Linked DNA regions of Mus musculus: all the other regions are linked to region 3. A link is a contact called in public Hi-C and promoter capture Hi-C data. All regions are on one chromosome and are shown on one strand. Each heading gives the region's core, a stretch centred on a gene start, on an enhancer-like site or on the middle of the called end of the contact. The rest is flanking DNA. Distances are from core to core; before and after follow the strand shown.

The links. Promoter capture Hi-C pulls out the DNA fragments that hold promoters and counts their contacts. A called contact is a pair of places that touch in the nucleus more often than the background predicts.
Region 1: a contact with region 3 is called in a promoter capture Hi-C map of liver, with 9 times the contacts expected there. The contact joins the enhancer-like site here to the promoter of Onecut1 in region 3. A contact is called at or near these places in 4 of 39 promoter capture datasets (hippocampal neurons, liver and stem cell-derived epiblast-like cells), 2 of 484 Hi-C or Micro-C datasets (both in liver), 7 of 115 datasets of contacts at active chromatin or transcription factors (differentiating embryonic stem cells, embryonic hindbrain, embryonic midbrain and 3 more) and 1 of 9 other capture datasets (embryonic stem cells).
Region 2: a Hi-C map of liver shows a contact between it and region 3, with 4 times the contacts expected there. The contact joins the enhancer-like site here to the promoter of Onecut1 in region 3. A contact is called at or near these places in 5 of 39 promoter capture datasets (hippocampal neurons, liver, second pharyngeal arch cranial neural crest and 1 more), 11 of 484 Hi-C or Micro-C datasets (the AML12 cell line, embryonic stem cells, liver and 1 more), 8 of 115 datasets of contacts at active chromatin or transcription factors (differentiating embryonic stem cells, embryonic hindbrain, embryonic midbrain and 5 more) and 1 of 9 other capture datasets (embryonic stem cells).

What each region holds. Positions count from the first base shown.
Region 1 is chr9:74,654,793-74,657,492 of GRCm38.p6, reverse strand. No RefSeq gene overlaps it. Among named protein-coding and RNA genes, the nearest start is that of Gm40533, 55 kb to the left of the region's middle. Within about 2 kb of position 1,347, at least 6 of the 459 cell types and tissues checked have an H3K27ac peak or open chromatin away from gene starts, as enhancers often do. A contact at or near this core is called in hepatocytes and liver, where this site is marked.
Region 2 is chr9:74,700,857-74,703,556 of GRCm38.p6, reverse strand. No RefSeq gene overlaps it. Among named protein-coding and RNA genes, the nearest start is that of Gm40533, 9.3 kb to the left of the region's middle. Within about 2 kb of position 1,351, at least 5 of the 459 cell types and tissues checked have an H3K27ac peak or open chromatin away from gene starts, as enhancers often do. A contact at or near this core is called in the AML12 cell line, hepatocytes and liver, where this site is marked.
Region 3 is chr9:74,860,512-74,863,211 of GRCm38.p6, reverse strand. It overlaps Onecut1 (one cut domain, family member 1), which reads right to left and starts at 1,291. Exons shown (of 2, transcript NM_008262.3): 1 at 1-1,291. The coding sequence starts at 915. It overlaps Gm33562 (a long non-coding RNA gene), which reads left to right and starts at 76. Exons shown (of 4, transcript XR_870924.1): 1 at 76-150.

The sequences.
Region 1 (2,700 bases), core at 98-2,597, 210 kb after region 3:
GTGCTCCAACCTCAGTCTATCGGGTTTCTATAGATTCTTTGAATCCCATAAATCTATCTCTTTACCAATCGTGACGGGCATAAATAATTGAACATGTTAATTGGTTGTTAGGGCTGTTCCCTGGCTCCAAAATTTTCTTGTGCATAAACGAACGACCTTGCTGTGTGACTCCTGTTTATATTCTTTTGGGTACCATGCTTCTTCATTACTTTTATTCAATAGAGGTGGGAAAAAGTGAAATAATTTTAGAAAATACAGCAGGCTCGGGTGAGGCACAAAAATAAATCACTGCTCAAGGCTTCACAAGACCCAGTGATACGATGTGTTTAATTTGCTCAGTTATGAAAGTGCCTCCAGGGTCCTGGGTTATGAAAAACAGTGGATATTTTGTGAGGAAATGGAGCCAAATTGGAAGGATTCTAAACGCTTTCTGACGTGTTTAGTGGTGGATGTGCGTTCAGGTTGGGGTGGGGGCGGAGAACTCGGCAGATTCATTGTTTGCACTTTCTGCTTAGGGGATATGCTTCTGTGTTCTGAACGCAGGCATTTCTGGGTTGCTTTCTTGAGAATGGTAACGGAAAGCGGTAGCAATCGCAGGTTGTAAGGTGCATAGTGGCGAATCATTCCATTTTGTAAATCCATCTCCTTACACTGTATTTCTTTACTGCTAGGTAATTTGGACGGATGTCACTGGGGGACAGAGAGAGCGATTGGTGCTTCCAACTCGCCTAATAAAGAAAATTCCTAATTTTCTGTCTTTTATCTTTTGCCATTCTTTTGTGCTCCTCCTTGGCCTTGTCAAAACATATCGTTCAGTTAGAGACTAAAAATATTTTCCCATCGATTGGGGTTATTGATTTTTTTTAATCTGTACTTTGGCTTGAAGAGCGGGGGTGAAGGGTGAAAGTTCAGCGGCTTAGTCTGCCGTTTTTATCTGGACGGCAGAAGAATGTATTGGCAGCAGATTTGATTTACCTTGTTGGTCAATGGTAGATACTTCAGCCACTGAAGTCCACCCTCCAGCATTCCCTGCTGGTGCCGCTGCCGCTGCTTCTCTCTCTCTCTCTCTCTCTCTCTCTCTCTCTCTCTCTCTCTCTCTCTCTCTCTCCCACCCCTCCTCATACCCAGAGATTCTTGAGAGAGAGAAAAAAAAAAGAAAGATCCACCTTCCTATTGCTTCCTTCACTCTCTTCCTAAGGCATGATGTCCCCACCCCCTTTCTCCTTTTAGGATTTCTTCTTTCTTTTCCAGAAGTCGAAATGCTTCCTGGGTGCATGGCCAAAGGAAGAGGACTGCTTGCTGCTGCTGGGGTTTGGCTCCTCTGCCTACTGGGTTTATTGTCTGGGACTGAGTCCAATGCCTGAGGTCCCAGCAAGATCTGATGTGGCTGGATCAGATCTCACAGTCACTATTATCAGAGCTTGTCAGAGCCATGCAGCCAGGGCACAGATTGAATGCTAATACAAATGCTGAAATGATACTCAGTCTTCCCAATAGCATTACACAGAGGAGGAGAGCAAACCATCAATTGACAGAGAGGAATCTCAGAGTCTTGGCTCAGCATGTTGGCATGGAGATTTACTTCTTGCATTAGAATCCATCTTTCTCATAGATGTGTGATTCCAGACAATTTAGCCTCTGGATAATTTAGTTTTCACATCTGTAAAATGGGGTTAGAAAACACAGCTGCTTCATCTAGTACTGACAGATAAATCCATGCAAGAGTCCTAAGACCAAGGTCTAGCATGCTGGATGTCCTCAGTGAGCACACATATGATACCAGAAAAAACTGAGAATAGAGAAGAAGCCTTAGAAACAAAGAGGTTCACTCAGAGAATGAGAGCTGATTTATATACCAGAGACTTAGAGTCTATGCTAAGGGAAAGAACTGACCACTGACTTATCCCACTGTGGGTTCTGGGGACTCTAACTTAGGTCATCGTGTCCTTTCTTACCCACTGAGTCATCTCTCCAGCTCCATTACCCTGCTTTTATTTACCTTCTTGGACAGAATTCTACACCCTGTAGGAGTGAGCTTGTCTTGATTTGACTTTTCTTCCAGTCATGCATATGCTTACCTTCTGTTTGAATGGCACCTGCTCATATTGTTTGTAGGTAGATTCTGCTCCCACAAGCCTTTGCACTCATGTGTGTGTATATATATATATATATATATATATATATATATATATATATATATACATATATATACAGAATCCATGCATAACATATAAAACACATCTTTTAAAACCCTATTTTATCAGCTTGGTTGATTGTGAGTGTAGAAAAATATCATCTTAGTTATTTGGCCAATTTAATCCAAAAGGTGATTTCCTTAAGAATATGCAAATTAGCTTTAATGACTCTTAAAATCTTGCTGGCTGAAACAAAGGTATGAAAAGTGCTGGTCTTAGTGGTGGACACCCTTGTAGGAATGCTGGCGGTGTACCAGTTAGAGTAGAAACAAAAAGGTGTATGAGCAAGATCAGCATCACTAAAACACTGTCTACTTGCAAAAAAATGAATGGAAAGCCAGGAAAATATCCTACAGAGATATTTTCTGTGAGGTAACAGAACAAGGGAAATGCAGTAATGTGTGTGTCACTAGACAGATAATAATTTCAGTGGGTCCTTGTTTTTGAACCAGACTAATCCTAAGATCATCTAACCATGACATTCTTATCAAAATTTTACCTTTGA
Region 2 (2,700 bases), core at 102-2,601, 160 kb after region 3:
TTCCGAGCTAAATATTAGTATACATCATTTGAATAAAATTGTTCTCTTAAGGTTGAACTCATGAATCCAGGCAGACAAGCCTGTTTTTAGGGGTGCACTATGGTCTCAAGAATAAGACATGCTTATGGTCAAGAACAAAGAGAAAACTCTTCTAGAATGAGACCCAAAGGTGCTCCGGCTGTGCAGGTGGGAGAGCCAGATAGAACCTGCAGCTGGGACTCCCGTGGGGCTGAAGGTGAAGGGCCCACTCCTGCCCGTGTTTGCTCTCACCATTAGCTGTAATGAAACCCGTGCCTTGCAACCAAAATGCTTGCTAAAGGTCACAGGATCCATTTTTCTTGCTAGCAGCTAGCCTTTTTCTTCTCCCCTGCCCGTTTGAATCTTAACCTTGTAACTAACGACATGATCTTAGAAATAAATGAACAATTCAGCCAGGACTGCTTGCAAATTAAGACAAAATAACTAGAAAAGCCACCGTGCTCCCTTAAAGACTGGAAACTAGGTTGGCGATAACGTCGTAAGCGGCACATTAGGGTTTTGTAACTCTTTGTTCTTAAGCTGTACAATCCCATTAAACTGGGGGGTTTCAAAAGCCTTTCTGAGAAAGACTCTGCTGCTTTCTGCAAGGCTCCTCCTCGTGGTAACTGTGTGGTAATGAGCACCTTCTTTTCAGGTGAATTTGGGGGAGGTGAGGGCCAAAAGCCGCTCTCCCTGTCCTCTTACCCTTATTTCTTTGAGACCATATTTTCACAGGGCTCCGGGATCAAATGCTGGAGATGATTTCTAGCCTTTTGCATGACTACAGATAGAAAGCTGTAGCCATAGGCAATGGTGCTGGGACCCCAGCACAGGTCAGGGGGAGTGGTGACCTCTATTAGGCCTGGCTGCTCGGCAATGCCGGAAAAGCTGGCATGACCTGACATTCGTCCATGACCAAGGTCTGAGATATGTGCTGAGTTTTATCTCTTTAGCATTGATTTCTGTTAAAAGATAACTAAACCTGAGAAAAATGTCATATTTTAGTGTCAATGAATGATGTAAAAAGATAGAATTGGAGGAGCAAATGTAGATGGAATGAGAACGGGGAAGAATTAGACAAGGATTGAAGGTGACTGTCTGGTTAGACCTCGGAGCAGACAAAGGCTCTGTGACCTCCTTGTGCAAAACTACTTTCTGTTTTTGCCCCTCCAAACTTGAAAATACCAGACTCCTTAGACTGAAATCCCAAGGTTGTATGGATCCCAGACTATGACATAGTTACTTCTGGAACATTCCTCTGGGTTCCTCTTCCCATTGATTCGGCTCTTAGTTAATGATGTCACTTACATGTGAAATGCTTGGCTAACACAGCCTTTTCTGCCAATGAATAAAGACATGGCCTTAAAGAGTTGAAGGCTGAACTGCCAGGCTCAGAGGCCTCTGCGACAGAGAGAGAATGCTGTTTTGCCACAGGCTAGTGAGAAGGCATTAGTGGTTAGAAGCCATCTGTAGATGAATCCTGTCTACACTATCTGTGTAAGGAAGTCTTACAGTAGGTTGCAATGATTTGGCTTTCTGCCACCTCTGTTTATGTAGCATGTATATTCACAAAGCACACGGGCATACCATCTCACTTCTGTCACACAGCTTGCCCATAGAACATCTGGAGAGATTTTTAGAAACAGAGAAGTGTGGTCGTCTCTTTCTTGCTTGCTTTGTTTCCTCATAAAGGGACCGGATCTATGTGTCCAGAGCCAAATGGATGTAATTAGGTGAAGAATCGTTTTCTCTCTGTGTCTGAGCAAATATGTTTTGCAGTATACCAATTTCTCAAGGGCAGTGGGCTGGGACGGCCAGTCATTGCTGGGGGACGGCTGCTGACCTTCAGGCCAGGCCGACTTTAATTTGCACACCACCGCTGGTCCCAGGAGGCTCTTCAGGCCAGGCCACACAATCAACACAAACTAGCAGCCTTCTATTGCCCAGCTGCCCTCGCCCACCACCCTGAAGGACGTGGTCATGTAGCTAACTAGACATTGCTGCTGCCCAGATTTTGGAAGTGTGAACTGGGAAATTAAACTGAGTCTAGGCTGATAAGCAGAAGCCAAGAAGCCTTGGTGTCTCCTGGTGTCTCTCTTTCCAAATGCATTATTTAGCAGGAGTCGACAGGCAGCATCAACCTTTTGTTCTGATGACACACCCTGAGCCCTCCTTTCAAAACAAGATACTGAAAGGGAACTTGGAAAATAGATCCAAATTATGCAAATCATCTGAGAAGGAAGTGGTGCCTCAAAGCCTTAGTTTGGCCAGGGATTGCAGACTGTTGATTCTGCTGTCTCCTATCTTCTCTAGACTGAAACTGAACCATGGAAGGTCCCCTAGCAGTCATCACAGCTGTCTTAAGGAGTGGGCGGGGTTGCTACTAGATCATTACAGTTGATTGCTGCACGATGGATCAAAAGGAAAAAGGAGGAAGAGGGGGAGGGGGTGTGGGAGAAGAAGAGACAAAAAACCTGATCGACTAGATGGGGTGAGTATGTGCTCTTGGGTTTCTTTGAGTGTGAAAAAGAATAAGCATTCTGGGACTGAGATCTTGTTTTTAACTAGAGAAAATTAAAGGGAGATAGCATGTGACGCCAGCTGTAGCTTGGGGGCCCATTTAAGCCACAAAGTGCTTAGGTAACTTAAATGTCAGAGTCAAAAAACTCTAACTGTGGTCCA
Region 3 (2,700 bases), core at 42-2,541:
GAGCTCGGTGGTGATACGCTGCGCCACCTCTTTGGTATTGATCTCTTCCATCTGCCCTGAATTACTTCCATTGCTGACCTGCGCGCCGGTCACCGAAGGGTTGGGCTCTCGGGCTGTGCCCAGGAGCTGTCCGTGGCCCTGGGCATTCAGGTGGGCATGAGGATGGTGCGGAGGAAGGCCGTTGATGGGTACCATGCCGGCCGAGGTGGGCGTGAGGTGCTGCTCCCCGTGGCGACCGAGCATGGCAGGGTGGTGGGCTTCAAAGCCATTTGGGGTGAGCATCTTGTCGGTGGGCATAGCCGCGCCGGGATGAGCATAGTGGGGAAGTCCTTGCTGGGAGTTGTGAATGCTGCCCAGACCGGAGCCAGAGAGGGGCGAGAGGCTCTGGCCCATGCCAGCCACGTCCTTGTGGTAGGGGGTATAGAGGTTATTCATAGAGGCCAGCCCGCGCTCATCCCGCATAAGTGTGAAACTACCGCTCACGTTGCCCGCCAGGCGCTGGTGGTGGTGTGGGTGGTGGTGGTGATGGTGGTGGTGATGATGGTGAGGGAACTTGTCGGACACGGTGGAGATGGGCGGCAGCGGCTGCAGAGGGGTTAAGGTAGTGTAGGTGGTGGGCATGCTCATACCTGGGGGAGTTTCACAGGCCATGGTCATGGTGGGGTGCAGGGGGCCAGCCAAGCTGTGCTCAGGGGCGCGGTGGTGGTGGTGGTAATCGCTGCCTCCGCTGCCGCCGTCCAGCAGGGACGCCATGCCCATGGAACGCGGGTGCGCGGGAGGCAGGTGGCTGCCGCGGTGTCCCACGGAGCTGCGCGCGTGAGGGCTGCCGCCCAGCAGGTCAGCAGGGGCGGGCACCGGCTCATGGCTCACCCCGTGCAGCTCGCCGATCGCCTCCATGGTCAGCTGTGCGTTCATCGTGATGCGGGCGAGCGGGCTGCAACATCGATGTGGCCGGGCAGAGGCGGCGAGGGGCGCAAGGAGTCCAGTCTTCACATCGGCTGCCTGCGACTGTGGCCTTTCTTCCTCTCACTGTGGGGATCTGTGTCTCTCGCTCTCTCTGTGTGTGTCTTGCCTTCTCTCTTGCTCCCACCTTCCCCTCTGTCTTTTTTTTTTCTTTTAATATTAATTTCCAAAAAGGACCCGTGCTGTTGGGAGAGCGCGGTACCCCTAGCCCACCCAGCCCGGCCCCCTCTCGCCCCTCTTCTTAGAATCCTGCTGCCCCAGGCTCCCTTGACGCGGCCCGTGCGCCTGCCGCGGCTGCTGCCTGCCTGTGCCGCCCGCCAGCTCGAGCCATGGCTCGGTTACTGTTGCAGACTGTGGCTGCGATTCCGTAGCCGCCGCCGCTGCCGCTGCCCGCCCTCACGCCCGCCGGGCGTAGCGCGCATGCGCGCTTCCAGGCCCCGCCCCCTCGGTCCCAGCGCTCCGTGACGTCCCAGCACAAATGAACCGAGGGGGTGGGGTGGGGGTGGGGGGGACAGAGCTTTCTCAGCGGCGCCGAATGGCCCGGGATCAGTGAGCACGTGCACGGGACGCGCGCAGAGTGCGACCTGGAGCCGCCTCCACAGTCCTCGGAGACTTGCTACCTCCTGGTCTTCCTCACTACCTCCCTCTCTCTTTCCATCCGGACTTTCTTGCCTGGTTTCTGTCACCGTGAGCCAGCTAGGTTTGAGAACCAGAGCCCCTGAGTCTGAGTTGCTAGTTCCCGGTACAGGTTACCGGCGGGGAGTAGAAACTATGTCATGGCCCAAAGCCCACTCGCCCATTGGGCTTTATTCCCTAGAGGATCGCTGGAGACCAACTCATTCACTGTCCTTAAATAGTTGTCCTACGGGGACTTGGGACGTGTATATACCCTGAAGGCCTAGGTCGGGACGCTGTATCCCGAACTGCCATCCATGATCCTCTCAAGTACTCCTCGAACTACCTTTCTCCATCTGAGCCCGGGGCCGAGGAGCACTCAGGAATCTGTGCTCAGTGAGGAGCACTCAGATCGAGGCCACCCCTCACTGTCCCAGACCTCAAAGAAGGTCTGTCACTTTGCTCCCAATTAAGATAGCTCTCCCACTTTGGATAACTCTGCTTGGGGGATACTGAGGGAGACAGGAGAGAGGGCCTGGTTAGCATGGAAGGGGGCGGGGGGGGGGGGACGGAGCTGGTTTTTTAGTTACTCCACAGCCTTTCTAGAAAAGAACCTAGAGGCTTGGAAGAAGTACCCCACGCAGGCAGAGTGCACGCGGCTGAGCCGAGCGGCTTGGACCGCAGGGACGCTTTCCTTTTCCTGGCGTCCCTGCAAGAAGCCTCCAGATTTGAAAATCAATTCAGCTTTGGGCATAATTGTGCCCCTGTCACAGTCACGCTCCAATCCGGAATTGAACCCGGGCCTTCAGCCTGGTGGGGACGCGTGGGGAGGCCCCCAGTGTGGGACACACACCCGGCCGCCACATGCCGCGGCTTTCTTTTATTTACAAAAGAAAGAAAGAAAAAAGTCCGTAACAAAAGGCAGAGCCTTGTCTGCTTAGGTGCTTTTATCCCTTGGAGAAAGGACAGATGTGCCCATTGTCAGGCCCTTGGCAGTTACGGCCGGGTCAGCGCCGAGTCTCAGCCTGGGGCTAGCGGTGCTCACAATAAAGATAGCCTCAGAGCGGGCTTTCAGGGCTCAGCTACTGAACAAAGTGTCTGAGGCCTGCTCTGTGCCAAACA